Linked DNA regions of Pan troglodytes: regions 2, 3 and 4 are each linked to region 1. A link is a contact called in public HiChIP or PLAC-seq data. All regions are on one chromosome and are shown on one strand. Each heading gives the region's core, a stretch centred on a gene start, on an enhancer-like site or on the middle of the called end of the contact. The rest is flanking DNA. Distances are from core to core; before and after follow the strand shown. Region 1 holds the start of TSPAN5 (tetraspanin 5). Region 2 holds the start of STPG2 (sperm tail PG-rich repeat containing 2). Region 3 holds the start of EIF4E (eukaryotic translation initiation factor 4E). Region 4 holds the start of RAP1GDS1 (Rap1 GTPase-GDP dissociation stimulator 1).

Region 1 (6,783 bases), core at 3,261-5,760:
CCAGAATTGGGCCACCTGCCCATTCCTGAACCACACATTAGCAAGAGGAATGGGACTGCCAGATGTGACCCAGAGGGCCAGTCTTCCCAGAGCATGTGGCTGCTTTAAGAGGGGGACGCTGAACACAGCTGCTAGGGTTCTGAGAGGAAGGCGGCAGGAGGGGTGTGGAGGCAACCAGCAGGGCGGCTACAGAGAAGCAAAAGAAAAACAGAGAGGAGCAGAGAGGCAGACAATGACAGAGCCCAAGAGGAGGGAGGCAGGAAGGTGGGCAGGAACAATAAAGCACAGGTGGAGACAGACAAGCTCGTTAAGTTTGGTGTCTTAGGTTAAAACGCTGTTGTCATATCTTGCTCCTCAGCCAGGCAACTATTAGAAGAACACGCTTTACCTGTTTTCACTGCCACTTGAAGAGCTGATTAACTTGTCAGTAAACTTATTAACCATTTTTCAACCTCAGAGTTATAAGGGAGGTGGCCTTAGCAGTATTCAGACAGAAAATTTTTCTCCTTTTCTCCTTAAAATAGATCAGCATTTATTGAGTTGTGAAGGAGTTGCGTGAAATAAATATGATTATTTAGTTACTTTCTTACATCTTTATGTATAATTTTATCTTCTTAATTGTAAAAGCAATATAACCACACTTAAAAATTGCAAACCAGAAACATGAAAACAAAATCACCCAGTCTTATAACTGTTCTTATTTGGCAAAAATTAACTCCTAACTTTTTTTCATACAATTGCATACCATTTTGTAGACTGCTTTATTTTTCAAAACATGTGTATCATATACATGGTACAAATTTCAAAAATAAACTACAGGGGTTATTTAAAAATAAAACAGGTCTCCTTCCTATCAGTATCTTTAGTCCCCCAGTTTGCCCCCCATTCCACCCTAACTCGCTGTTACCAGTTTATTTCGTTTTCTTCCATAGATAGCCTACCCATTAACAAGGAAATATGTGTATGGATATTCTTTTGCCAACAGATCTTATCTTTTCAAAAATGATAGCCTACCGTGTACACTGTTTTTGTTCCTTGTTTTAAAAATTTAACAATATTACTTGGAGATAATTCCATATATAGTGCCTTTAAAATTTAACATTATAATGTATCCATATATTGCCACATACTCTATAAGCAGTATCTTCAAGAGCTGTAAAAAGTGTGAGCAAATGACTCATTCATTCCTTTAATAAATATTTATCAAGCACCTGCCATATCTGCAGAGCTCTGGTGATTCTAAGATTACCAAGGGTTAGGTCACACCCTAGAAGGAGTCACAGCAGATTGAGGAGACAGGTAGGTAAACAAGTTCTTACAGGCAGCCTTTAAGTGCTGTGCTGGGATGGAAGAACACAGCGGGTGTTGAGGGAATAAAGAAGGAGCCTCCGAGACATTGAACAAAAGTAGTGAAGAATAAGAGAAATCAGCTCACAGACAAGAGACAAGGAGAATGCCCCAGGCAGAAACTCTAAATGACATGTGCAGAGGCACAGAATGTGAAGGAACATTGTGGTCCAAGTAACTACAAGGAATTGGATATCACCCCTACTCTTTGATCTTTAATTTCTGGCCAAGTCTTCAATATAAATAATGCTATGATATACATCTTGCAGTATATAACTTTTTCCATCTGCTGGGGTATTTCTTTGGGTAGATTCCCAGAAGAGGGACTGCTGAGTCAAAATGTAGGAGCACTCTGACCTGATATATACAGCCAAAATGCTTTCCAAATGGACATATTGTTTCATAAGGACACCAACAATGTATGTGCTAACCAGTGCTCATTATTTTTGTATCTTTATTAGTTTTAATGTATACTTCATTGATTACTAGATTAATTTCCCCATATACTTTATTTCTTATATGATTTATTTTCTGTTTATGCTCAATCACTGCGATTCTATATTTTACTATAGCTCTATGAGCCCTACTTATAATATAGACATTCAGGTTTTTATTTTTCATGTTTGCTGCCAATTTTTTTTCTGGTTTAGCTTACACTAAAAAAAGCTGGACATGTAGAAGTGTTTAAGATATTACCCAATCATATCCATTGATTATTTCCTTCTATTGCCTCTAAGTTGAGAAATACTTCTATACAGAGGTTTGACAAATATTTTTTCTTCTGGTCTGCTTTAAAATATATTTAACTCCTTAATCCTTATAGAACTTATTTTGGATATATGAAATGAGATAATTCAATTAGTTTTTCCACCCCCCCTCCAAATTACTGATTAGTTATCTTACCTTTCCCTTCTCCATTGATTTTTCAAGACTTTATTTTCTTAGCAGTTTTAGTTTCACAGCAAAATTGAAAGAAAGACTGCATACTGTATGATTCCTTATATATGGCATTCCGGAAAAGGCAAAACTAAGGAGACAGGGATACAGTAAAACTTCAGTGGTTGCCAGAGACTGGGGGGAGGAAGGGATAAATAGGTGGTGTACAGATGACTTTTAGTGCAGTGAAAATACTCTGTATGATACTATGATACTATGAGGGTGGTTTCATGTTATTCTATATTTGTCCAACCCTATAGAATATACAGCCCCAAGAGTGAACCCTAATGTAAACTATGGACTTTGGGTGATAATGATCTGTCAATGTAGGTTCACTATTTGTAGCAAATGTGCTACTTTGGTTGGGGATGTTGACAATGGGGGAGGGTGTGGGGTGGGGTATATGGGATATCCACTGATTTTTATTTCAAAGATAAATCCACTTAGAGATCAACTCAGTCATCAATTGCATCTAATTTCTGGTCCTTTTGAAATGTGTCACATCAGCTTAGGACAGACCTTTCTTCTGACTCATCCGGTATTCCTGCAGCGACTGTTCTATTTATATACAGAATTACAACATAGCTCCAATAGGCTTAGGTAAAGCTTGTCAGTGCCTTCCTGTTAACAAGGAAATCTGCTGCTGAAAGACCTTACTTTTGAAGCCTACCAGATTGGTGGTAGTATGGCCTGTGTTTTGAGTGGGTGGAGAGCACTTTTGAAGGAGTGAGGATTATTTCATCCAAAGGGCTGAAGCCACTGTTATCCCGTGTCATAGCTTCTGAGGTACCGAATGAGTAGGATCTCCTGGCCCTCCCATCTCTGTGGGTACCTCGTTCATACTTGTGACCTCAATATAGCCTCAATCCTGCTGAAGCCCAGGACTATCTCTAAATGTGGTTTATTGCAGGCAACAGTAGCTTCTTGACTAGCCAAAACTTGACTGCTGGTTGTCAACTAGCCAGTTTTTGAGAAAAGTGAGAGGTTGTTACGTAGGAAACCTTATAACTAGAGGCTCTCAAACTCAAGTATTTAAATATCATCTTTTAGATTTCTGTGTCCAGGATCGGGTTGCACTGGGTGGTGCTGGAAAAATTTTTTGATCTCACCTCCTTCTAGTCTTTTGAATCCTTAAAAATATTCCCATAGACATTTATACACAGTCCTGGGCGGTTCTTCCTTCTCCTTCCGTGAAATATTGGTACCTGCTTTGCCAACACCTATGAAAGTGCTCCAGGAGGAGGGCGGATAAGCAACTAATGAGCACACCTGCTCAGGTAGGGTTCTAAAACAATTTCCAGCCACCTGTTCTATTCTTCCCCAGAGTTCAAAAGCTTAATGGTTCGTGATCCAAAAACCCAATTCAGATTCCCCAGAAGACCTCCCTGGAATCCGTTGTGGATTCCTTCCTAGAGTTAGGAGGCAAGCAGGTTTCTTAGGCACTATTCTGTCGGGGTAGCGGGGAGCGTGCGCTGTCCGGGTTTGTGTGGTTGCAATAGACCCTAGGGCGAGGATCGCATCCCGGGCCAGGACTCCCTTGAGCCATCTCTTTTTCCTCGTCCCCATTTCTAGGATAAAACCCATTTCTCCGGTAGGTGGGGAGGTTGGGTTAGAGTCACACAGGGATTCAGGAAGCTTTCCTTTGCAACGTCCCATCCCTTCATCCTTTCCTCCCACTTCCCGTGGCTCTTTTCTCCACCTTCCCCAACTACCCCCTTTTCCACTCAGCGAAGTCCACGACGACTTTCCTTCCCTGTCCAGTGGCATCACATCTTCTCTAGGTGGAGAAGGGGGCGCCAGTGTGGCTACCCTGGAAGGGGTGTCGGGGGTGGCTCGCAGGTCCTCACTCACCCAGCCCTCTCCCCGAGGAGCGACCCTCTCGCCCGCGTCCCTCCAGAGCTGCGCCGCTCATCAATCCCGGTCACTCTGCCAGCCTGCTCCCCGGGCGCCCTTCCTTCTCCCTCTCGCCTGCGGTCCTCCACCCTCCCACCCCCTACCTACCCCGCAGCGACGTTCGGGGTCAGCGGCGCTTGGGGTTGGCCCGAGAAGGGGCGGGGATAAAGCGAGCGGTGGAAGGAGGCGGCTACGTGGTGCCACCGCCGCCCGGGAGCGCCCGGCCCCGTGCGCGCGCGCGCCTAGCCAAGGCTTGGGCGGCGGGCGGAGCTGCGGGCGGCGCGGGCGGAGGAGCAGCCGGCCGGGCGGGCGGAGCGAGAGGCGGGCGGAGCGAGAGGCGGGCGGAGCGAGGGGTGGGAGGGCGCGCGCGAACGGGCGGGCGAGCAAGCGAGCGGCGTCTCCACCAGCATCTGCCGCGGCCGCCTTTGCCCGAAGCCCGGGGACGAACCGACGGACAGACCGCCTGGCGCACGGACGCGGGCGCTCGCTTTGTGTTCGGGGCTAGCGTCGGCGAGGGTTGGGCTTGCAGCGCGCGGCTTCCCTGCTTTCTCGCGGCCACCCCGGCTCCGGCGGCCTCGGCGCGCGAGGGGCTGGAGGTGCGGGAGCCGCTCTCCGCCGGTCGGTCCCCGCGCGGCTGAGCCCAGGCCGCCAGCGCCGCGGCCCCGTGCGGTGTCCCTGAGCTCCTGCTCCCCGCCGGGCTGCTCCGAGCAACGGTGCTTCGGAGCTCCAAACTCGGGCTGCCGGGGCAAGTGTCTTCATGAACCCAGAGGATGTCCGGGAAGCACTACAAGGGTCCTGAAGTCAGTTGTTGCATCAAATACTTCATATTTGGCTTCAATGTCATATTTTGGGTAAGTTGGAGCGCTCCTGGGATTCCAACTATTGTGGCCGATCGATTCGCGACGATTTCCCCCACGTTGTTCGTTGCCTTTACTTTTCGCAGCCCCGCGGGCGCTTGCCGGAGCAGCATAGAGGCATTCGCCTTCCGCCTTTCCAGCTTGCGCGTTGGAGAGATAAACATTTAATCCTTTCGAGGAATGGGAAGAGGTAAAAAGAGAAATCGAGGCGGAAAGGGGGCACCGAGGCCTTCTGGTGGCTTTTTGAGGAACGAATAGCAGGGATGCAGATAAAAGAAAGGGTTCGGCAGTTTGAGAAATAAGCAACCACACGAATTGGATTTGCTCTCGGTGGGATATGGATGTTGGGCAGAGCGTGGTGTCATAATAGGGAAGGCTAATCGGGCACGGCCGACCCTGAGGTCCACCTTCTAACAACGATCTGATTGGACGAGGGCTTGGCTCCGTGTTGCCGCGGCTGGTCTGTGCCATGCTCAGCGTGTATCTTCTTGCACCATCTCGGGCTTTGTGTAGGATGCAGATGCCGTGGTATATGGTTCTGTAATGTGCACGTAAATAACGTTTCCTGCACCCTCTCCTCTTCAGCTGGAAAGCGCTCCCTGTGCGTAATGGACTGGTCAGTGGGGGTGCGGGGTAGAGGGATTTATTTGTATGTATATATCATCGTCAGGATAATAAGTCACCGTCAACATATATTTCAGTGTGTTCGTGTCCCACGTCCTCATTTTTAAAGGAGTGACACAGAGCGGGCCGTTTTGGGGGAACCTTTGTAGAAATGCAAGGGAGAAGGTGTGCGAGGCATGTTTTATTGGGGAACCGAGAGAGCAAATGCTTTAACACAAGATTCAAATGATGCTCTGCTTGGGACTGCAATGTGTTGGGAACCTATTGTAATTAGGCTGGGACGCCTACTCTTTTTGTTTGTTTGTTTGTTTGTTTGTTTTGATTCTTTTCCTTGATCTGGCAAACGTGTTCAGCAGCCAGACAAAGAGTTCTCCAGGACAAGGGGAAAACGTTGGTTCAAAGACCATGTTATTTTTCTTCCCCTTCTCATCCCATCTCATCCTCTTCCTCAGTGGGCACCCGCATTTCCATAGAAAGTAAAGATGGTGGCTGTCTGGGTAGGGGGTTCTCTAAGTTGCTGTTCAGTGTGAGGTAAACAATGCTGCAACTGCAGGATCAATAATTATCCACAGCAGTCTGAACACGGAATGTATTTATTTGGATTCTCCTTTAATTTGGGCTGTTTGCTGTACGTATATACATCTGTGAGAATAGTTGTCAATACGGCTCTTCATATTCTTTTTTTGTACCGCACTCTTACCAGGTTATTTTATTTTCGGTTTTCTATTACAATACCTTGCATTGGTCATGTATGTTTTGTGAGGGGAAATGCAAGGGATTGGAGACCACTTTCCGTGTCAGCATGTCATCTGTCTTCAGGACTAATAAAGATAATGAGGGGACACATGAATGGATGTCATATCCGATCATTCCACAGGCAGTTTTTTGCCAGTGTTGTGCATGATTCCCGGGAGCAGTCACCCACCTCCCTGCAATTAAACACTGCTACAAATACAGGAAGAAGAAATTGTTTTCTTTCTTTGCCCCTTCTCCATTTGTGAAAATGTTTAAAAGTGGTGGGTAGCCACGGTTTTGAGTAAGATATTCTGATTTGATTGGAACTTGAAACTTTGTGACTTGGAGAGGCACGGACTACCGAACTGGGACTGGTTCTTTTTGGGGTAGT
Region 2 (7,267 bases), core at 3,710-6,209, 500 kb after region 1:
TTTTTTCATCTCATAAAACTGAAACTCTATACTCCTCAAACAGCTCCTCATTTCCTCCCCCACACACCCTGTCCCCTGGCAACCACAATTCTACTTTATGTTTCTATGAACTTGACTACTTTAGATACTTCATATAAGTGGAATTACACAGTATTTGTCTTTTCGTGACTATCTTATTTCACTTAGTGTAGTGTTCTCAAGGTTTATGCATGCTGTATCATGTGACAGGATTTCCTTCCTTTTTAAGGCTGAATATTTTTCAAGGTAATTATTTTTAAAGTACTTAGCCTGAAGTCAGGCTATCCTTAGCCTCTAAATCAATGAGAACTACAAATCAATTTAATATGGTTTGTATATTTAATAGAAAAATATAGCTACCTATATTTAGTGAAACACTGTACCATGCTGAGACAGAATCCCAACAATTCAGAATCTCCTAAAACTATAATAAACTCCTTTGGGACCATTATGCAAGACAGTAGCTTTTTACAAATGCCATGTAAATATATTCTTAAACTTTGTTGTCAACAATTTATAAGTTGAGCTACATGAGATTTGAACCTCAATATAGAGTTTCCATTTTTAACATACTGAATTAAAAGAATGAGAAGTGCCAAATTCATCCATTTTCAGTTTCTAAAAGCACACACCATACTTTAAAAAGACTTTTTATTTATTATTCATTCGACGTTCTTAGAAAGAAAAGTAAAATGACTTACCATTCCATTCATATTTTTAAAAAGAAAGTACTGCATTTTTTATTGTTTTCCTTATTCTCATACCATTACAAAAATGCTTTTTACATTCTTCAGTGGTTGAAAAGATTTTTTTAAAGAATAATATTTCATGACATGTGAAATCATATGAAATTCAAATTTCAGTGCCCATAAAGTTTTATTGGAAGATAAACACACACCACACAGACTCACACACGAGCAAATTAACATACATACACTAGAAAACATTTCTGGATTCTTTCTTTAGTTCTCCTGATCTATTTGTCTTTTTCTATGCCAATGCCACATTGATTTGATTATAATGGCTTTATAGCCACTGTATCTTCTGATTCATGGAAATCAGAGTTATTCTTCACTATTCTTTTTTTCATACTCTCTATTCCCCCACATTATTATATCAAAAAATCAGAGGGATTCTAATCGGAATTATATATTAATTTTGGGAGAATTGATATTTTAATATTGTTTTCCTATTTAACTTTGATATCTTTCCATTTGTTCCTATCTTCTTTGTTTAGTTTCTATGGCTTTCCTTTGCATAATTCCGTCATTATTTTTGTCTTTATTGAAAATGAGATTTTTTTCCAATTTCCTTTTTAGGTAATTGTTAGGATAGATAAAAACTACTGTTTTTTATATATTTAACTTTAATATGGTCACTGCACTTAATTCTTTTATAATCCTAGGGTAATTTATTACATTTTCCTGTACTGTTTTGGCATCCAATTACATCATAGGCAAAAAGAGATATTTTTATATCTTTCTTTCCAACTAATATCAGTTATTTTACTTAATTTTGTTGTATTCAATGGACACACCAGTATTTTAGTATATGTACTGTTGAAGCAAGCATGATACACCATTATTAGATAATAATAATAATGATAGAGGCATTTCTATTTATTTTTTATTTTAATTGAAATAGTTTTAGTATTTGCTGGTTGGGATAATACTTTATTGATTTTAATTTTTAAGGTATTTTTTTATTAGATTAAAATAGTATTCCTCAAATTCCATTAAATGTAGAATTATCATTACAAATTGCTCTTTAATTTTATCAAATGCTTTTTCTTTTTTTTTTTCACTTTGGGAGGCCTAGGTAGGAGGATCACTCAACTGTCCTTTCTTCATCTATTGATATGAACATATATTATTTTCTTTGATAATTTCTTAATGTAGAAGATTATGTAGTGGTTTTCTAAAACTGAATTATCCAGGCAAGTAGAGAATTTACTTATTTGGTCTTAATATATTATCATACAAAAGCATTGCTAGATTCTGTTTGCTATTGTTTCATTTTATTTATTAGATACATATTTATGGTAGAGATTGATTGTATTATTCTTTTTTGGTGGATTCTTGAACATGTTTTAGTATTAAAGTTATATACATTCATGAATAAAATGGAAGGAATTCTTTATAATATGGAATATTTTAAATAACATTGGAATTATCTCTTTTTTAAGTTATGTAAGACTTAGTTGTAATTTTCATCTGGTATTCATGCCTGTTTTTTAGGTAAAATTTTATTTCAGAAAAGTTTTAGATTTTTAGAAAAAATATAAAGTACAGAGAGAAACCCATTCTAGAACCCATAGAGAGTTTCTGCTATTTGCTCCTATAGCAGGCAGGAGTTTGAGATTACAGTGAACTATAATGGTACCATGGTATTCCAGCCTGAAAGACAAAGCAAGACCCTGTCTTCAAAAAAAAATTTTTTGTGTGTATGTGTAGATGGAATTAGCAAATAGGAAGAAACAATGAAGCAATATTAATACATTGTTATTAACTAAACTCCATACTTTATTTGGATTTCTTTAGTTTTTACCCAATATGCTTTTTCTCTTCTTCATTGCAGCCAACATATTCAGTATTGAATCAGTTTAATTTCTTGGACCTTATTCTTGTTCAAGCTTCATTTTGAAGTTTATTCTGGTATACGCCAGCAGGGAGAAATGGAAAGAACCTAAATTTTGAACTCCAATAAATCTTAGCTCAAACAAAAATTCCATCTATGGAATTACTAATACAGTAAAATGGTTATATAGTGTGGTTAATTAGCATTAAAACTTTTGGAGGAATTGAGAAATGCTGAACCAAATTATTTCATATTTATATGTAATTATAATTCTGTGTTAACAAATTTATTTTTTTAGTATACTAATTCCAGACTATTGAAGAAATATTTACAATGAGAGATAATGAAAAAGATTTATTTTTCTCATTAAAAAATATTTTCCAATCTTGAAATACTGTGTACCATTCTCATTACTGAACCATAAGGAGGAAATAATAGCTGGGAAATATAGAGAGTAGCCACAGTCATCAAGGAAATAGAAATTTTCATACTATTTGAATAGTTTGAAAAGGAAATTCAAACAATTTTCTTTTTTTTTTTTAATTATACTTTAAGTTCTAGGGTACATGTGCACAACGTGCAGGTTTGTTACATATGTATACATGTGCCATGTTGGTGTGCTGCACCCATTAACTCGTCATTTACTTTAGGTATATCTCCTAATGCTATCCCTCCCCCCTTCCCCCACCCCAGGACAGGCCCCAGTGTGTGATGTTCCCCCTCCTGTGTCCAAGTGTTCTCATAAACAATTTTCTTTTAAGACAGGGTCTTGCTTTGTCTTCCAGGCTGGAGTACGGTGGTACCATCATAGCTTGCTGTAATCTCAAATTCCTACTTGGCTAATTTTTAATTAAAAAAAAATTTTTGTGTGTGTGCAGGTGGAATCTCCCTATGTTGCCCCGGCTGGTCTTGAACTTCTGGCCTCAAGCAATCCTCCTGCCTGGGCCTCCCAAAGTGCTAGGATTAAGGATTACAGGTGTGAACCACTGCACCTGGCCTCATAGAAACTTTTAAAAGAAAGATTTTTTTTTGTTAAGAATGCAGAATTTTGAGAGACCAATTATTACCAAATTATGAAGAGTATATAGGTTGCACTTCAGTGTGTAATATTTAGGTAGGATCTGGCCATTGATCAGCTGGCCATCAATGGCCAGCCATTGGATTATACGTCTCTTTCCCCATTAGAGAGAGAACACCTGAGGGCAGGGACTTTCTTATGCCTTTGTATCCTCATAACTTAGCAGGGATGGAACCTACAGTATATGCCAATTCGTGTTTTTTAAGTGCATAAATAATTTAGCTAGCTATTGAACAGAAAAAAAGGTATTACAGATACATCCTTGAGAAGCATATAGCCTCGCAAGGAGAGGGTTCCGACATATATGGCACAATGAAGCCACAGTAAATGTTGCACAGGATTGAGTGGCAAATCGTGTATTACAGAGTATGAAAACTATAAAAACTTGTAGTAGGAACAAATTAACGTACTGTAGACCATTTGGAGGTGAGGTATGATCAAGGTAGGATTTGTCTAAGCCTCTGAGGATATTTAGAATCTGGACAGAATTCTTGCTAGAAAAAACAGCCTGCGAGAAGCAGAGGTGGATTCTGACGTAGATTCCTTAAGCCCCAAGGACAAGCTAGGTTTCTTTTGCCCAAGGTTCAGAACCATTGGTTTGGTGGGGTGGACTGGGCTTTTTCAGTGCCTTCGCTTTGCTTTATAAATATTGATGAATCAGTATTGTGGTTACCTGGCATCCGACAAAAGAGGCAGCTTTCAGTCACTTCCACGGCTTCAGTTGGTGAGCTTTTTGCCTCCTTGCCTGGTGTCCTCATTTCTTTTTTTTTTCTTTTTTACCCTTATCTTCTTTGTGATTTTTTTTTCTGGGTTCTCCATTTCTTGTCACTGCCCTGAGCCCTGGGTTTGTCTTAGCAGTTTGGACTATCTACAGGTTAAGATCAGAGGTGCCTTTTCTCTGTGAGTACGAGTGGGGCTGCAGTAGAAGCGGGGGAGAGCTTGCGGAACCCCAAGCTCTCTGCTTCATGCTACTGCATTTTTCTTTACTAGGTTCTGTTGAATCGGGAAGCAGATCAAGGTCAAGTTAGTCCTCACCCTTCCTAACGCGTTTTCTAAGGTTCTTCTGCACACTTAAAAAAGTTCGGGACCTAAGTAGTTACCGGGACCCCAAGAGCTACGAGGTTTAGGCCTGCCTTCTTCAAGGCGCGCCGGGTTCCGGGTAAAAAGAGCCGGGAAAGGGTGGCGGCTCGGTGCGCATGCTCCGAGGGCTCGGCCCAGGAAGGCACCCCCACTTCGCTCCCTAGAGACTGGGCCCGCCTCCTCCCCAGAGACTGGGCCCGCCTCCTCCCCAGGCTTCCGGGCGGAGAGAAGTGGGCGGAGTCAGGGCCGGAAGCACCGGGGCGAGCGTCTAATCCCTAATGCCCAATTTTGGTGGCGTGCACCTGGCAAACTGATGATTGTGTGGGACGTCTAATCTCTAGTCGCTCACCCCTCTACTTTACCACAGAGCTAGAAATCGATTTGAGGAAATCTGGTATCAATGAGCGGGCGGGGAGACAACCCCACCCCTAATTTCCCTGTTTACGGAAGTTCTGTCCCGGCCTCCTCAGACTGGTGTCGGCTTCCTTTTTCTCCACACCTCTAGCCGCCTTGTTTTTATCGTTTTCGGCACCTGCCCTTCCCCAGCGCCCCCACCACCCCGAGCACTATGTATGATCGGGCTCCCCGCCTGCTCAAATTGGCTGAAGGTGGCAGCACTGAGGCCCATGTGGGTCCTGGATCCTACCAGGTACCTTTCCTGAAGCAGCAGGCGACAGGTAAGATGTAGGAAGAGGCAGAGCTCCTGTGACAGGCATCCTATCTTCAGCCTGCTCCGCTTCTGCGTGCTTGTGAGTTAAACATAGAGCGGAATAGTACCATTTTGTAAACATAACAAAACATGAAGTAGGCAGGGAAAACACTATACTTTTATTTTACAGATGAGACTGATAGTATCACTTGTCCCATTTCAAAAGGCTGGTGAGCATATGGCTAGGACTTTTGATTCCACAATAGTTGTCTACATCCTACTTTTGATTGTGCAGTTTAGGTCTAGGATTTTGATTTCCTGGCTGTGTTGACATAATATATTAGTCTCCAAATCCTGTGCCTTTACCTCCCGCTGTCTCATTGCTTTGTAATCCTGCCTGCCTCACATCTTTCCTCCCATTAACCAGAGACATTTATTTACTAAGATGTAGCTTATATTTCTATTTTGCAGTATTATTTAAAGATAGTTCCGTTTTTTTTTCAGACAGATTTTTCTGACCGTCCTCATCTCTTTTAACACACTTCAGGGGAGCCCCTTTTCTCCACATTCTGTAAAGAAAAATTATATTTTTGACCAGTGGAGTGGGGATGGATAATTTAAATAATATTTGCTCTCCTCGTTTGTTTGCAGTTAGTGACTTAGTCAAAAATAAATACATCAATTTTGCTTTCTACTTTTTCTATTCTGATGATTTTCTGGAGCTTAATACCGTCCAAATGATAGTTTTTCTTAACCTACATTTTCCCCATACCTACACTATGTATTTTCAAGCAAATGCCAGGATCCATTATTCTGTTACATAACTGATCAGATAAGGAAAGGTTTAGGTTTCTTGGGGTGGAGTACAAATTTGACTTCTGTCAGTGTTTCACATGTTGAATTGTACTGCTTCACAGCATCTGGTGTCACTATTCTTGCAGCTTATTCTATCTTTATTTTAATGGAGTTGGGCATTATAAGCATTAATTCCCCTAACAATGGCTAACAATGACCCCCTATGACACTTTGCAATCCTTAATTTTGACATAACTGACCACTTTATTCTTGGAAACACTTCTTTCCAAAATGTAACATCATTTTCTCCTGTTTTTTTTTTCCCCAACTACTGTCTTGGAAGAGTGTCTGGAACATGATTGGGACCTAATAAACATTTGTTAAATGCCGAATCAGGGCATCATCTTCTCCCCCTCTCCAAGCAGTCCTTCATGGCCTTCTTTAAATGTTTTTATGTTTCTTGTTGATGAAAAGAGTCAAACTCTGTAAAATATTTTAAGAGATTTATTCCGAGCCAAATATGAGTGACCATGGCCTGTGACACAGCCCTCAGGAGGTCCTGAGAACATGTGCCCAAGGTGGTTGGGGTACAGCTTGGCTTTATGTATTTCAGGGAGGCATGAGTTATTAATCAAGTACACTTAATAAATACATTGGCTTTGTTCAGAAAGGTGGGACAACTCAAAGTGGGGGCTTCCAGGCTATAGGTAAATTTAAACATTTTCTGGTTGACAATTGGTTGAGTCTATCTGAAGACTGGCATCAAAAGAAATGTTCAGGTTAAGATACAGGATTGTGGAGACCAAGTTTTGTTGTGCAGAGGAAACTCTCAGATAGCAGACTTCAGAGAGAGGGAGCAGGTTGTAAAATGCTTCTTATCAGACCTAAAAGAGTGCCTGGCTCTTAGTTGATTATCTCCTGGATCTGGAAAGGAAGGAAAACGAAGGGGAAAGGGTATTCTCTATAGAGTGTTGATTTTTCCCACAAGACACTTTGCAGGGCAATTTCAAGGTATAGCAAGGAAATATATTTTTAGGTAAAACATTTTGATTTTTTTTCCTTGTCTCATA
Region 3 (7,155 bases), core at 1,832-4,331, 280 kb before region 1:
CAGGGGAAAAAAAAAATTACATTTGAGTTTTCCCCAAATATTTGATAGCAATCTATCTACAAATCATCAATGAGCTAATATTTTAGTAGTAGAGTCAATCAACAACTAATTAAATAATGTTTAACATCAAGTTTAGAGTTAGGGTTATGAAGTGGCCTAAAGAAAACCAAAGCAGAGTGAGGGGATAAAAAGTAATGGAAACAGTAATTTAGATAGGGTGGTCAAGGAAGCCCTCCTTCAGGAGATCACATTGGAACAGAGGCCTGGATGAAATGAGGGAAGGAAGTATATGATTCTCTCATTCATTATGTGAATGTGTGCTGGTTATGGTGCTTGTTAACTGCATCCTTTTGGTTCTTAGTCACACCTCTTTATATGGGTACTGAACTATTTATATTTCTATGACTTAGTACGCCAACCAGATTTTACAGTCGGGGAAGGAAGTGCCTGTACTTCCCGTGTCCTTTAAATATCCTCCACTGGTTACATAGTTCCCATTACTAACTTAGTACTTGTTGGATGGTTTCTGGTCAGTTCTGTAAATGAACTTGGAATTACAAGTCCTTTGAAGAGCAATAAAGAATAATAGAGACTAAATAGAGAAATAAAACATAAAATTTCAGCTCTATATATTTAGGATTGGCAAAAACAAAACAAAACAACCACATACACACATACATAAAAATCTAATCGTTAAATCTTTGAAATGGTAGAATCTCAAATAGGCAAAGACACATTAATGGTCATAAAACACATGCAACAAAGTATATACAAAAATGGAGATTTTCCTGAAACTCTGTGCTTGAAAATTATGAAGAAAAATTGTTGAAAACTATGTAAAAAATGGAAAGAAACTAAACCATAAAGAATAGAGCATCCATAAGTATTGTAAAAGTATGAGTCTTGGTTGACAAGAGGGAGTTTTTTTTTTTTTTTTTTTGAGACTGAGGGAGTGCAGTGGCGCGATGTCCGCTCACTGCAAGCTCCACCTCCTGGGTTCACTCCTTTCTCCTGCCTCAGCCTGCCGCGTAGCTGGGACTACAGGCGCCTGCCACCACGCCCAGCTAATTTTTGTATTTTTAGTAGAGACGGGGTTTCACCGTGTTAGCCAGGATGGTCTCGATCTGCTGACCTCGTGATCCGCCCATCTTGGCTTCCCAAAGTGCTGGGATTACAGGCATGAGCCACCGCGCCCGGCCCGAGTTTTTTGATTAACAGAAAATTTAATAAAAATGGAAACTGTTGTTTAAAAAAAGTTTTAAGAACCTCACTGGCTTTCAGTCCTATAGGTATTTTCTTGCCAATCTCATTGATTTTTTGCTGTTATATAACAGCTTCATGAAAATAGGACATCTGGCCAGGAATGGTGGCTCATGCCTGCAATCTCAGCACTTTGGGAGGCCCAGGTAGGGGGACCGCTTGAGCCCAGGAGTTCGAGACCAGCCTGGGGAACATAGCTAGACGCTCCTGTCTCTGCAAAATATAAAAAAATTAGCTAGGCATGGTGGCCCATGCCTGTAGTCCTAGCTACTTGGGAAGCTAAGGTGGGAGGATCCCTTGAACCCAGAAGGTCAAGGCTGCAGTGAGCCATAATCATGCCACTGCACTCCAGCCTGGGTAACAGAGCAACACCCTGAAAAGACAAAAAGAAAGGAAGGAAGGAAGGAAGGAAGAGAGAGAGAGAGAGAAGGGGAGGGGAGGGGAGGGAGGGGAGGGGAGGACAGGGGAGAGGAGGGGAAGAGAGGGGAAGAGAAGGGAAGGGAAGGGAGGGGAAGGGTGGGGAAGGGAGAGGAAGGGTGGGGAAGGGTGGGGAAGGGGAAAATAGGACATCTATGCTGTCTTTTTCTCTTCAAAGAAGGTAACCTGACACCACTTCTAACCAGCAGAAAATAACAACGCGGTCAACAGAATTATTTTGGATAGTCTAAGTAACAGTAGATAGTCTCTGTAAGTAGAAATCCACTTATCCGTTTATTATCATTATGTTTTTTTTTTGGAAATGGAGTCTCGCTGTGTCGCCCAGACTGGAGTGCAGTGGCGGGATCTTGGCTCACTGCAACCTCCACCTCCCAGGTTCAAGTGATTCTCCTGCCTCAGCCTCCTGAGTAGCTGAGACTACAGGCAGGTGCCACTATGCCTGGCTAATTTTTGTATTTTTAGTAGAGACAGGGTTTCACCATGTTGGTCAGGCTGGTCTCGAACTCCTGACCTCAGGTGATCCGCCCACCTTGGCCTCCCAAAGGGCTGGGATTACAGGCGTGGGCCACTGCGCCTGGCTTGTTAATTCTATCTACTTTAAAACCTAGTAGAGCTAAGCCCACTAGACAAAAGCTTTCATTAATCACTTCTGATATTCAGGTAAACCAAAACATATGAACAGGCAATGGCTTTGAGTTCTCATACAGCCTCAATTATGTGTTAGTCAACTCAAGCATCCATTATGTACTCAATAATAGGTATGACACAGCTCTGGACCTCATTAACACTATAAGCAGACAGGCACAGGCAGCCTGCATACACTCCTTTTCCTGGTGTCAACATTATTTAAAAGCATGGGAAATAGTAATGAGACAGTGTCTTCTTCATTAGAACCTTAGGAGTCTACTAGATTTCTTCATCTCTATTTGTTGTTATTAGTAGCCAAACTGTGCAAAAAACATGGTCTTGAGAAATGATAGCACAGTATCTTAGAGGGAAAGGAAATGTAGGATGCCAGTGTGGGGACAAATTTCTGATTGCCAGTGATTGTTGTGAGCATAACAATAATTTCATGAACGTTAAAGCCTCTATTGAGGGCAGCTGCAGTTGTAAAGGAAAAAAAAAGGTCTTGAACATTTAAAACTACACTGGTGTACATCATAATCAAACAAAGTAAACAGAAAAAAATTTAAACTTTGCTAAAAAAAAAAAAAGCAGAAGCACTTGATCTTTAGGAAGGCACGCAGCTGCTTATTATGAATCATTTCTAGAGTCCGATGCATTTTCAAAGCCGGTTACAGTCATTACAAAGCACACCCTTGTGAGGTAAGTGTATCATCACCTTTGGTTCATAAATAAAAAAGCTGAGACGCCGAGCGATTAAGTCACTCGCCTAAGGAGAATGAGTCAACGTCAAGAGTCATAGTTGACCCGGCCTAAAGACTCCAGACCATCAGTCCAGGGCTTAGTCAGCGGGGCCCGGAGTGGCTTCCCTGGCTGGCATCTGGACTTAGGCTATTTCCGTGCACGTAAAAGCGGAATATTGGAACGGTTGCACAGAACTTCCAAATAATTTTTACCGCCACGCAAGATTTAGCCCTGAGGTCTTAATCTCAGGATTTGGGACAGTAAAAGCTGTCGTCCCTCCCCCTCGTCCAGCCGGTGGCAAGCGAGTACTGCGGGCGGTTCCGTCCGTCCCCTTTCGCAGAAATGGCAACGAATGACCACCAGCATTAGCTGAGCCAGGGGACGTGGGAGGGCTGATTGCCTAAACGACTCTGCATCGCCGCCTCTTTTTGAAACTAAGAGAAAATGGTGGGAGATCAAAAGAAAACTAAATAAACACACAGGCAACTTGTCCTGGGACCTCAACTAAGCAAATGAAGCCTTATTGTGTGTGCTGAGCCTGCAGTTCCCAACCTTCCGGGGAAGATGGGAGGACAGGGCGACAAAGGGCAGAGTAGGCTTGCCTGGCAGTAAGTGTGACCGCAGCTATCCAGGCGGAAGAGCAGAGGACTGAAACCACCCTCCAGCAAGCGAGTGTCCGCCGCGTTGAGAACCGCGCACCCTACCCATCGGCCACGTGACCAGTCCTTTTTAAAAAAAATTTCTTTACCTTAAAAAAAAAAAAGGTGGGGGAGAGACTCCACTTCCCAGAAGCCTCTCGTTACTCACGCAGCCGCAGTCTTGCGCAGGCGCCGCCAGGGCCAAACGGACATATCCGTCACGTGGCCAGAAGCTGGCCAATCCGGTTTGAATCTCATTTTTTTCCTCTTACCCCCCCTTCTGGAGCGGTTGTGCGATCAGATCGATCTAAGATGGCGACTGTCGAACCGGTGAGTATTGCCTTTGGCCCCCACCCCCACGGGTCCCCGCGCTCTGTCTTCCTTCTGACTGGGGGACTCCGCGGGACGGCGTTCCCGGCGCGCACTGTACCCCTTGCCGCCCCCTCCCCCTCATGTTGGACCTGACCTCCCGCGGACAAGTGGGGACGTCCCGGAGGCTGGCCGAGGCGGCGTGTAGCGCACACTTTCTGGTGGGGGCCCGAGAACTGGGGGAGCGGTGTGGGGGAGGGGCGGCGTGGCGCCTCCTGCGGAACCGCGAGGTGTCTACAGGGTGGAGGGTAGCTGGGGTTCTGGGCTGGGTATGCGGGGATGGTGTCTTCATGATAGGAAGGCGCGGGGCCGGCTCCCAGCGAGTACTGGGATCCGCAGGCAGGGTGGGCGGCGAGCCGGCCTGGAGTGAGATGGAGGAGGGAGCCCTGGAGCAGCCTTTCCCTCCCTGCAGAACCCCAGCTCCGGGGCTCGGGTGCGGAGCGCGCGCACGTCTTCCTTAGACCGGTGGACTGGGGAGCTGGTGGGCGAGTGTTGCCGGAGGGTGGGTTAGGCGGGAGTGGTGCCGCGGCACGCGCGGAGGAGCTTCGACCTCGCTTAGGGGAGTTGAGAGGGGCGAGCGCCTGTTAATCCAGCGCGCCGGAGAGTTGCCGGTGTTTGCGCCAGGGGAAGCGAGAAAGGTTTGGGGTGGGAAGGAACACTCGTGTGTCACGGTGAAGCTCTCCAAGTAGAATGAGGGATGGTGGTGGTGAGAAGGGGTATCACATTGTCCTCGCCCCTCCATGCTTGGGACTGGGCTGTCATGGAGGAGGGAAGGGGGAGGAGCGAGGCCTACAGATCGCTGTAGCCGGTCGGCTTGCCGGCCGGACCTGCTGCATTTCACACGCGCTCGTCTTCCATTCATTCATCCTTTCCGCGCAGTGCGCACGCCTCAGAGAATGCGAATGGGTCTCAATCCCTCTGTTCTTCCGAGTCTTTATCTCCTGGAAGATTTCTGAGACGCAGTTTATTGGAAATAGAAACTTTTAAATTTACTTTTCCATTTGACTTTTTTTTTCTCTTTATCTATGCTACAGACTTTCATTTCAATTTAGGCACCATTTTAAACTTAACTGAAGCAAGCTGGTCCCAGGGTAGGTTTGTAGTTAATCTTTAAGCAGAGGGTATATTTTTCATAATTTGGGTTTGCCAGGACTGGCTCACTGAAACTTCTGGGCCCTGTTGCCTTTTTAGAAACGACACAGCTAAGTGAAGATATCTTGTGTGCATAATGGGGTTTATTAGCAATCAGAAAACCTTTCACACTCTGGAACCAGCTCTAGACCTTGGTTGCCAGATACTTTTGTGTATCTTTTCATGGTAGCTTGTGGTTTTGCTAATGGTTTACCAGTTTGCTTTGACTTTTAAAGACTTTTTTTTTTTTGAGATGGAGTCTTGCTTTGTCGCCCAGGCTGGAGTGCAGTGGTGTGATCTCGGCTCACTGCAACCTCCGCCTCCGGGTTCAAGCGATTCTCCTGCTTCAGCCTCCTGAGTAGCTGGGATTACAGGTGCGCACAACCGTGCCTGGCTAATTTTTGTATTTTTAGTAGAGACGGGGTTCCACCATGTTGGCCAGGCTGGTCTGAAACTCCTGACCTCAAGTGATCCTCCCGCCTCAGCCTCCCAAAGTGCTGGGATTACAGGCGTGAGCCACCTCACCCGGCACTTTTAAAGACTTTTATAAAACTATTTCAAAAACTCTTATAGACTACACAAAGGCTTATTTTTCATTGCGTTGGTGTAAACTATCCTTACCTTGTCAAAATTCAAGGCAGCTTCTCTGCTTGCTTACTTGTTTTTTTATTGGCACCAGTTTTCATTTATGTTCCTGGGAATTAAATTGACTGAAAAACTCATAAGTTGTTGCTACAGTTAACTGACTTTAGGACATTAATGTTATATAACACTAATGAAGGATAAGTGTGTAAAATATACATTTTAAACCCCTTGACAGGTTCTGATGTCCACTTTTGTCTAGATCTGTTCCTACTCCACTACACTAGTGTCAGTAAAAAGCATTACATCTGGTAATAGGGGCAAGGCTACGAGACTGTAAACTATAAAACAATAAGGAGTTCTGTGAGGTTTCTGTCACATTTAGGTCCCTTGAGTTTTGCAGAGTTTATGCAGTTTTGTTTCAGCAGCACAGAGCAGAACTGCAAAGTGATGAAGGACTATATTTTGAGTTAGTAAATATTAATAGCTCCTGATATATCCAGGGTGTTGTACCAAGTGTTCTTTAGGATACAAAGTTATACAAGATGTGAGTCTTGTTGAATGTAAACCCTTAAGGAACTTAATTCCTAGGGATGTGGTTAGTGATACAGTATTTGTTCTGGTACAGACTTTGGGAGATTTGGATGTTATGTTTAAATTTGGGGAGTAGGGGAACCTAAAAACAAAGTGTGTGAAGCTGGAAACTAAAGTATTTTGAGAATATATGTAAAATAGTATCGAAGTGTTTAGTTTTAGTGAGAAATGAATTTTTTTTTTTTTTTTTCGATACTGACTTTCACTCTTGTTGCCCAGGCTGGAGTGCAATGGCGCGATCTTGGCTCACCGCAACCTCCGCCTCCTGGGTTCAAGCGATTCTCCTGCCTCAGCCTTCCGAGTAGCTGGGATTACAGGCATGTGCCACCACGCCCGGCTAATTTTGTACTTTTAGTAGAGATGGGGTTTCTCCATGTTGGTCAGGCTGGTCTTCAACTCCCGACCTCAGGTGATCCGCCCGTCTTGGCCTCCCAAAGTGGTGGGATTACAGGCATGAGCCACCGCGCCTGGCCTGAAAATTTTTAGTACTTTTAATATACCCTTGTGCACAGGCTAGTTATGTGGAATTATTTTTGACAGTTTTAAATAGTTGGATTTTGTGTGTAGGGGTGCAGGATCTTGCTCTGTTGCTGGGGCTGGAGTGCAGTGGCGCGATCATAGCTCACTGCAGCCTCAAACTCCTGGGCTCAAGAGATGCTTCCATCTCAGCCTCTGGTGTAGCAAGCACTACAGGCGCAGGCCACCACGCCCGGATAATTTTTAAACTTTTTGTAGAGATGGAATCTCGCGATGGTTACCCAGGCTGGTCTCAAAC
Region 4 (7,147 bases), core at 2,332-4,831, 380 kb after region 1:
TAAAATGTTTCCTATCTCTCTATCTTCATTTATGTCATTTCTCTTCCAACCCCAGACCAACTCCATTCTGATTAACAGTCTCATTTCTACCTTTAAGAAGTTTAACCCACCTTTGGTTCAAATAACACCATTTCTCTAAAACGTTCTCTCCATTCTCTGAATCTATAATATATGTAAAGGTCTTTTATATAACTTATACTTTTACTTTGATTATAATTTGTGTATGTGTCATACTGTTCCTGCTAAGATTATAAACGTGAAACATGAATATCTTTTTATCTTTGTCCTCCCAGTACACTGTAATACAGTACACTGCACACTGTTGATATCCAACAAACACTAAATGTATGTTGAATCTGAAATATGACATATACATAAAATAGTAGCTATGGCCATAAAGTTATATAGGAATTTTCTTTCACTCTCTTGTGTAGGAAATTATTGCCATGAGAATTTTTTTTTTTTTTTTTTTTTTTTTTGAGGCAGAGTTTCGCTCTTGTTGCCCAGGCTGGAGTGCAATGGCATGATCTCGGCTCACTGCAACCTCCGCCTCCCAGGTTCAAGTGATTCTCCTGCCTCAGCCTCCCAAACAGCTGGGATTACAGGCGCCCACCACCACGCCCGGCTAATTGTTTTTTTGTATTTTTAGTAGAGACAGGGTTTTACTATGTTAGTCAGGCTGGTCTCCAACTCCTGACCTCAGGTGATCCGCCCGCCTCGGCCTCCCAAAGTGCGCGCCCGGCTGAGACTATCTTTAAAAATCAACCTTATTTATTTCTTGAGACAAATTAAAAAGCACTTCTCCCTCCCCTCATCATTAACCAGTATACCTTCTACCTTCTTATGTGTACACGAATTGTTATACTAACTTCCTTGGCTCAGATATAAAACTGTTACCCAAGGTTTCAATTTTAAATTATCATATGTACCTACTGATCATACATGAAACTGCCTTACCATTGAAGAGAGTTTAGAAGGAAATAGATTGCCTGAGGTTGACTCAAAACCTACCTACAGTGTACTGGGAGGCATGGTACAATTATACCTTTCTGTTTCTGCTTATCCCCCAACTAGATAATATGTACCAATCCAAATGTTTGTTCAGATGAAGACTATATCTTCAGGTTCAAAAGTTGAAAATAATAGGTGGCTTTAAGTTCAACAATTTGCCAAAGATCTACTGAATTTCTATTTGAAAAGCACTGTGGGGAACACAAAAAATAATAAGACACTTTTCATCTTCTGGGACTCATGATTAAATGCACAGCACACACATAAACAACTCTATTATATGGTAGATTATGTAAGTGCTAAAAAGCTTCTAACAAGGTACAAACAGTGCTTATGAAGAGACAGATTAACCAAAGAGTATCAGAGATGGCTTCAAAATGAGAGATAGGTTTCTATTTGGTCCTTTTTAAAAATCAAGCAATAGCATTCAAGATTTTGAAGATTATTTTTAAGTAGATAATTTCGTTTCTTTTAGGTATTTTTATTCACCAGTGTTGTAACGGAATTGGATTTTTTCCACTGAAAAAGTACAGATTTAACATGTAAGCTAAAATGTTAAATGGATTGTTTAAGGCTCACCTGGAAACATGGGAAAATATATTTTGCAAGCCAAACTTGAACTTACAGTCCAATATCAGATAGGGTTATTGGACATACTGTATATTTCCTTTGAACATACACACATTTATCTGTGTATGTATGTTCAAAGGAATTTTATTTCAAAGTATATTTTATCTGTGTATGTTCAAAGGGAACACACATAAACGTGTGTATGTTCGACGGAAATATACAGCTTGTCCAATAATCTGATATAATACCTATTTAAAAATCTACTTTAAGAGAAAGGGAGACACGCATAAATGGGCCACCCAATTTTTACAGAAATTTGTTCAGCATAACGAGTACTCAAGTTAAAAAGAAAAAACAACTTAACTGAAAATAAAATTCAGAGCCCTAGACCTTTTTTGATTCATACCACCTCCTCCGTCAACCCTGGCCTCTTCCAGATATATGGCCAAAGGTCGGGATCAAAGCCTGAAGCATTTGCTGTTCCAGAAAACTCTATGGACACCATTCCCAGGTTTAGATACTTCTTGAAGATTCTGAGTTGCACCACCTAACTCTGAACGTGTTGAGCACTGTATTAACAGATGAAAGGACCACATTCATCTCAAGCTTTAAATAACTCGCACAGAAGGGGTGGGAAAAGTCCCAGCTGACAGATGCCAAGGGAGCAAATTTTAAAAAGAGGAAATTATGACAGACAGGAGTGGAAGCAAACTGGGGAACTTAGTACAAGTCGCTACTATTAAAAGAAACTTTGAGCTCTTAATTACATGACAGCATTCATCAGACATTTCTGTGATTACTGAATGTAACAGTTAAGCAATAGATGATGTAAAAAAATTAGGTCAAATGTATATATCGTTTTATAAAACATATTTGCTCTTAAATCTCTCATCCAAACCAATCTCTTCAGATTAACTATAAATACAAAGGAACTAAAATCAGATTATGCAGATTAGACAGGGGGAAGCTGGGAAAGAATAACTACCATGTAAGTTCGGTAACAACGTTACAGGGCGCAGTTTCCTGCTACAGAAGACGGACGAAGGAATCCAGAAAATAGGCTGGGCACAGGAATATTGCACACTGTAGTCACCCAGCACTAATTCAACAGCTAGCGGCTCTATCCTGCCTCACGTTCCTCGTGGCCTCTGACAAGTCATCCTTTCAACCTATGAGGCTGTCCGCTCTCCCCCTTGGAAAATAATTTCCGTGCAGGTTGTAAGATCTCCCTCACAAACTACTTGCTTCCACTTCCCCGCCCAGGATAAGGAGTCTCCACGACGGGGAAAGGTCGCACTGACAGAGAAGGAAGTTACACGAAGTGGTCGTGGTCGGACCCGAGCCTCGAGCTCAGTAGACGCGGGGGAAAAGGAAGCGGGCGGCCTCTGGAGAAACGGGGATGGAGCTGCAGATGAGAGCCCGCGAGGCAGGCTCCGTGGTGCCCGGGCACCGGCAGGAAGAATGGAGGAGGGGAGGCGAGGCTGCGAGGTGCCGGGGAGCCGGGCGGCGGTCCGGCCCGCGGCCGACCCCACCCCAGCCCGCGCTCGGGACCCTCCCAGCCCCGGCACCCGGCGTGCGTTCCGCGTGCGCCGACTCTCCCCGGAGGAACAGCCACTGTCTCACACCCGGGGACTGGAGAAATCCGGCAACTTTGCGCGAGAAATGCTTCCCACCCTGCAGCACGCCGAGAAAGAAAAAAATGTCAGGCGATGACGGCGGAGGAAGGATGACTTACCCATGTTGCTCCCCGAGGGTGAGGAACCGGCGGGGCGAGGCGAAGGTCTCCGGTGCGGGCGGCGCGGCTCTGTGTCCTCCCTCTACCTCCGTCTCTCCCGCAGCCAGGGAGGGACCCGCGGGGGGCGGCCGCCGGGGAGGAGCAGCTGGTGTTGCTGCAGGCGGCGCGGCCGCGGCGGGGACGAGCGGCGGGGGGCGGGGCGGGGCGGGGCGGGGCGGGGCTGGCGGGCGCAGCCTGCGGCGGGCGCGGCTCCGAGCGGGCGGGCGGCGGAGGCGCGGGAGCCGGCCTGAAGAGCTCCGGCCCCGACTCGCGGCCCACGAGCGCCCCGCCCTCCCCAACGAGCATGCCCAGTGCCTTTTCCACCCCTCCCTCTGTGGCGAGCGAGGCTAAGCGTGCGGGTGGGCGTGTGTTTGCAGACCGGCTGCAGCCGCGGCGGAGGATCTTCATGGCGGCCGTCTGAGAGGCGGAGGGCGGGCCCGGAGAAAGCAGGGAATGGTGATATTGAGCCCGATCTGCTAGCAGAGGACTCACCGCTGCCTTGCTTTCCCACCCTGACCCACCAACCCCTCACCCGGAACCCGGGCCTGCCTTCTTTACGGGACGACCGGGCCGCACAGGCCGGAATTAACCGGAGAAGAGGCTGGGCCGCCGCAGAGCCGGGAGGGGTGGTGGGAAGCCAAAGCTGACGCCCCGACACGAAGTTGGAAAGGACGTGTAGGCGACTAGGCCTGCGCCTCTTGGGGACACCTGCGGACGCCCGCTGGCAGCTGGCTGAGGAGGGGCCGCCGGGAGGGCGCTCGATAGCAGGCGTGTCATTGGGACACTTAAGTCTGCTCTAGCTGTGGCCAGCTTAGAAACAAAGGTCCCGGCAGCGAGGAGAGCGCCCGCCCCAGGATTTCCTCGAAGAGTGTGTCGTTCTCCCTCCCGGAGGAGCGCGGCCTTCCGTTCCCCGGAGGGCGCTGGAAAGGCCCTTTAACCGGGGTGCCGTCGGGCTCCATCCTGCTCTCTGTGAAAGCGGGAGGAACTACGTTCCCCAGGCTTGAAAATAAGCGTCCTGCTGGGTTGGCTGCGGCACTGCCAAAGCTAACCTGGCGGAGGTCCTGTGATCCCGGGGCCGCCGCCCGCTCCCACCACCACCACCTCGGCCTCGGGGAGGACCTGAGCAGGGCTCTCCCACTGAGGGCGTCCTCCCGGCTGGGCATGCACGTGAGGCCGGGGCTGGCTTCGGTCCTCTGCCCTGGGGTAGGAGGCTGGAGGAAACCGATTTCTCTGCACCCTAATCTTGCCCTGGCTCCTCCTGAGTGGGGTGAGGAATCTGGTCGCTCTCCAAGGCTACAGCGACCGCAGTCCTTCAGGGGAGACGGTGCAGTCAGCAGTACAACCTGTTGGAGAAAGATAGCTGAATCGAGGTGTCTTTCCCCTGTCAACTTTCACTCGGTCAATCCAATGTTGAGAAAGGGCTTTTTTTGTTTGTTTTTTAATTAGTCGCCTGTTCTCACAGTCATCAGTTTCTGCTTGGTGACTAGTATTTCGAGCACACAAATCAGAAGCGACCCTGTAATTTGTTAAGCAAAGAGCAGATTTTATGTGATTTTTCTACAGCAAGAAACGATAATTAAAAAGGTTTGGTAAAACAGGAAAATACAATTTAACTGCTGAAGTCAAATATATGGGACTTTTCTGATGCACGAGACTATCAGGCACCTCACTCTTAGGATGTTCTTCTTGTTTGCCTCTTAAAATAATCGCACTACATTAGTTCCCTAGGGCTGCCGTAACATACCACAAATTGGGTGACTTAAAACAACAAATTATTATCTCACAATTCTGGAGGCCAGAAGTTTGCAATCAAGGTGTAGGCAGGGCTGTACTCCCTCTGAGGGCACTGGGGAAGGATCTCGTCCATGCCTCTCCTAGCTTCTGATAGTTTCTTGGCATATGGTAGCGTAACTCCAATCTGAACATAGCTGTTCTCCCAGTGTGCTTGTGTGTTCAAATTTCCCTTTTTAATAAGAACAACAGTCATAACGGATTAGGGGCGAACCATCCTCCAGTATGACCTCATGGACGTTAATTATATCTGCAATGACCCTATTTCCAAATCAGGTCACATTCTAAGGTACTAAGGCTTAGGACTTCTACATATGAATCGGGCCAGCCTGGCCAACATGACGAAACCCCATCTCTAAAAATACAAAAAATTAGCCAGGGCCAGGCACAGTGGCTCACGCCTGTAATCCTAACACTTTGGGAGGCTCAGGAGGGCAGATCACTTAAGTCAGGAGCTGGAGATCAGCCTGGCCAACATGGCAAAAACCCATTTCTACTAAAAAATAAATAAAATAAATAAATTAGCTGGGCATGGTGGCACGTGTCTGTAATCCCAGCTACTTGGGAGGCTGAGGCAGGAGAATCGCTTGAACCCGGGAGGCGGAGGTTGCAGTGAGCTGAGATCGCACCACTGCACTCCAGCCTGGGCCACAGAGCAAGACCCTGTCTCAAAAAAAATAAAAATAAAAATAAAGAATCAGGGAGGGGTACACAATTCAACCCATAATACACCAATGCAGACCCCACCCTCAGGGCCCCTCACTGCCCCCACATCTGGCCATGTTACACATTCATTTTATTACTCCTCCAGAAGACCAGCCTGGGCCTTTGCATTGCTGCTCATCATTTTTTGTTCATCTCTCCTTAACACTCATTAATCTCTTTCAGATTCTCAAGTTAACTTGCTTTATTTTTCCTACTTCCTTATCTAATTACATATTACAATAATTTCATAGAGTATCTTCTATCATTTATTTGGATGTACGCGTTGAAATTAGCAAAAGCAGCTGAAGTGGCTTTCTCATCTCCCATCTGACACTAGTTAAAGTGCCTTTTTTGTTCTACTTCAATCTAGAAGCCATCTCCCTAGCCTTCCTGCCAATTAAAACCAAAGGATTGTTCAGGCTTAGTGCATATACTGAGTCCTAATGCACCGATGTTGTAACCATAGTGAGAACCAATACTGATTGTTATATGCAGAAGTGAATTACTTCCAGACTGGTATATTGCCTACTCCTTGCACACACAATGCCACCTCCCTTCCTCTCTCCTTTCTTGTTCTATTATAAGAATATAATGTTTCTGTCTCATATCTTTACTTTCTTCCTTTATGTCTTTATTCAAAAGTTACCTGCATGATGTTTTCCCTAGTTATCTTTTCTAAAATTTCAACACTGCTTCCCATTTCATATCCCCACTTCTATACTTTATTTTTTTTCCTTAGCAGTTATCAATAAGATAATATATATTTTGCTTTTGGACTGTCTCCCACATTTAAATGTAAGTTCTCCTAGGGAAATAATTTTTGTCTGCTGTATTTACCATTATAACCCCCGTGCCTAAATAGTGCTAGCACATAGCAAGTGCTTAATAAAAATTTGCTAGGTATGGTGGCTCACACCTATAATTCCAGCACTTAGGGAGGCCGAGGAGGGAGGATCACTTGAGGTCAGGATTCTGAGAGCAGCCAGTACAAGATAGCAACACCTTATCTCTACATCTCTTGACATCCCTGATGTCAAGAGACTCTTCCAAAATCGATCTACTAATACCCATACTGTATGTTAGGCAATGGTCAGGATTTTATCAGGCCTGCTACAAAACAAAGGTAGTTCTGGCCCAGTGCAAAGGTTTTCAACTTCAGTCTAGGAAATGTCATATTTATAAAGTATCACAGATTTATTTGAATAACAATTTCTGTTGAAAATTGGTTTATGATTACTAAATAGCTGTTATGGGGGAGTATCAAGGAAAATGTCTTTTAGAAAAGATCAGAAGCAG

The links. HiChIP or PLAC-seq counts read pairs in DNA pulled down with a chosen protein or histone mark.
Region 2: a contact with region 1 is called in an H3K4me3 HiChIP or PLAC-seq map of stem cell-derived excitatory neurons, with 8 times the contacts expected there. The contact joins the promoter of STPG2 here to the promoter of TSPAN5 in region 1. A contact is called at or near these places in 1 of 7 Hi-C or Micro-C datasets (stem cell-derived neural progenitor cells) and 1 of 1 datasets of contacts at active chromatin or transcription factors (stem cell-derived excitatory neurons).
Region 3: a contact with region 1 is called in an H3K4me3 HiChIP or PLAC-seq map of stem cell-derived excitatory neurons, with 4 times the contacts expected there. The contact joins the promoter of EIF4E here to the promoter of TSPAN5 in region 1. A contact is called at or near these places in 1 of 7 Hi-C or Micro-C datasets (stem cell-derived neural progenitor cells) and 1 of 1 datasets of contacts at active chromatin or transcription factors (stem cell-derived excitatory neurons).
Region 4: a contact with region 1 is called in an H3K4me3 HiChIP or PLAC-seq map of stem cell-derived excitatory neurons, with 3 times the contacts expected there. The contact joins the promoter of RAP1GDS1 here to the promoter of TSPAN5 in region 1. A contact is called at or near these places in 1 of 7 Hi-C or Micro-C datasets (stem cell-derived neural progenitor cells) and 1 of 1 datasets of contacts at active chromatin or transcription factors (stem cell-derived excitatory neurons).

What each region holds. Positions count from the first base shown.
Region 1 is chr3:100,086,264-100,093,046 of NHGRI_mPanTro3-v2.0_pri, reverse strand. It overlaps TSPAN5 (tetraspanin 5), which reads left to right and starts at 4,510. Exons shown (of 8, transcript XM_001165628.8): 1 at 4,510-5,027. The coding sequence starts at 4,947.
Region 2 is chr3:99,587,252-99,594,518 of NHGRI_mPanTro3-v2.0_pri, reverse strand. STPG2 (sperm tail PG-rich repeat containing 2) reads left to right here and starts at 4,959. Exons shown (of 14, transcript XM_054683204.2): 1 at 4,959-5,430. The coding sequence starts at 5,322.
Region 3 is chr3:100,359,974-100,367,128 of NHGRI_mPanTro3-v2.0_pri, reverse strand. It overlaps EIF4E (eukaryotic translation initiation factor 4E), which reads left to right and starts at 3,081. Exons shown (of 7, transcript NM_001246470.1): 1 at 3,081-4,034. The coding sequence starts at 4,017. LOC104006140 (a long non-coding RNA gene) reads right to left here and starts at 3,749. Exons shown (of 7, transcript XR_008547570.2): 1 at 3,669-3,749.
Region 4 is chr3:99,702,982-99,710,128 of NHGRI_mPanTro3-v2.0_pri, reverse strand. It overlaps RAP1GDS1 (Rap1 GTPase-GDP dissociation stimulator 1), which reads right to left and starts at 3,581. Exons shown (of 15, transcript XM_054683209.2): 1 at 3,317-3,581. The coding sequence starts at 3,320.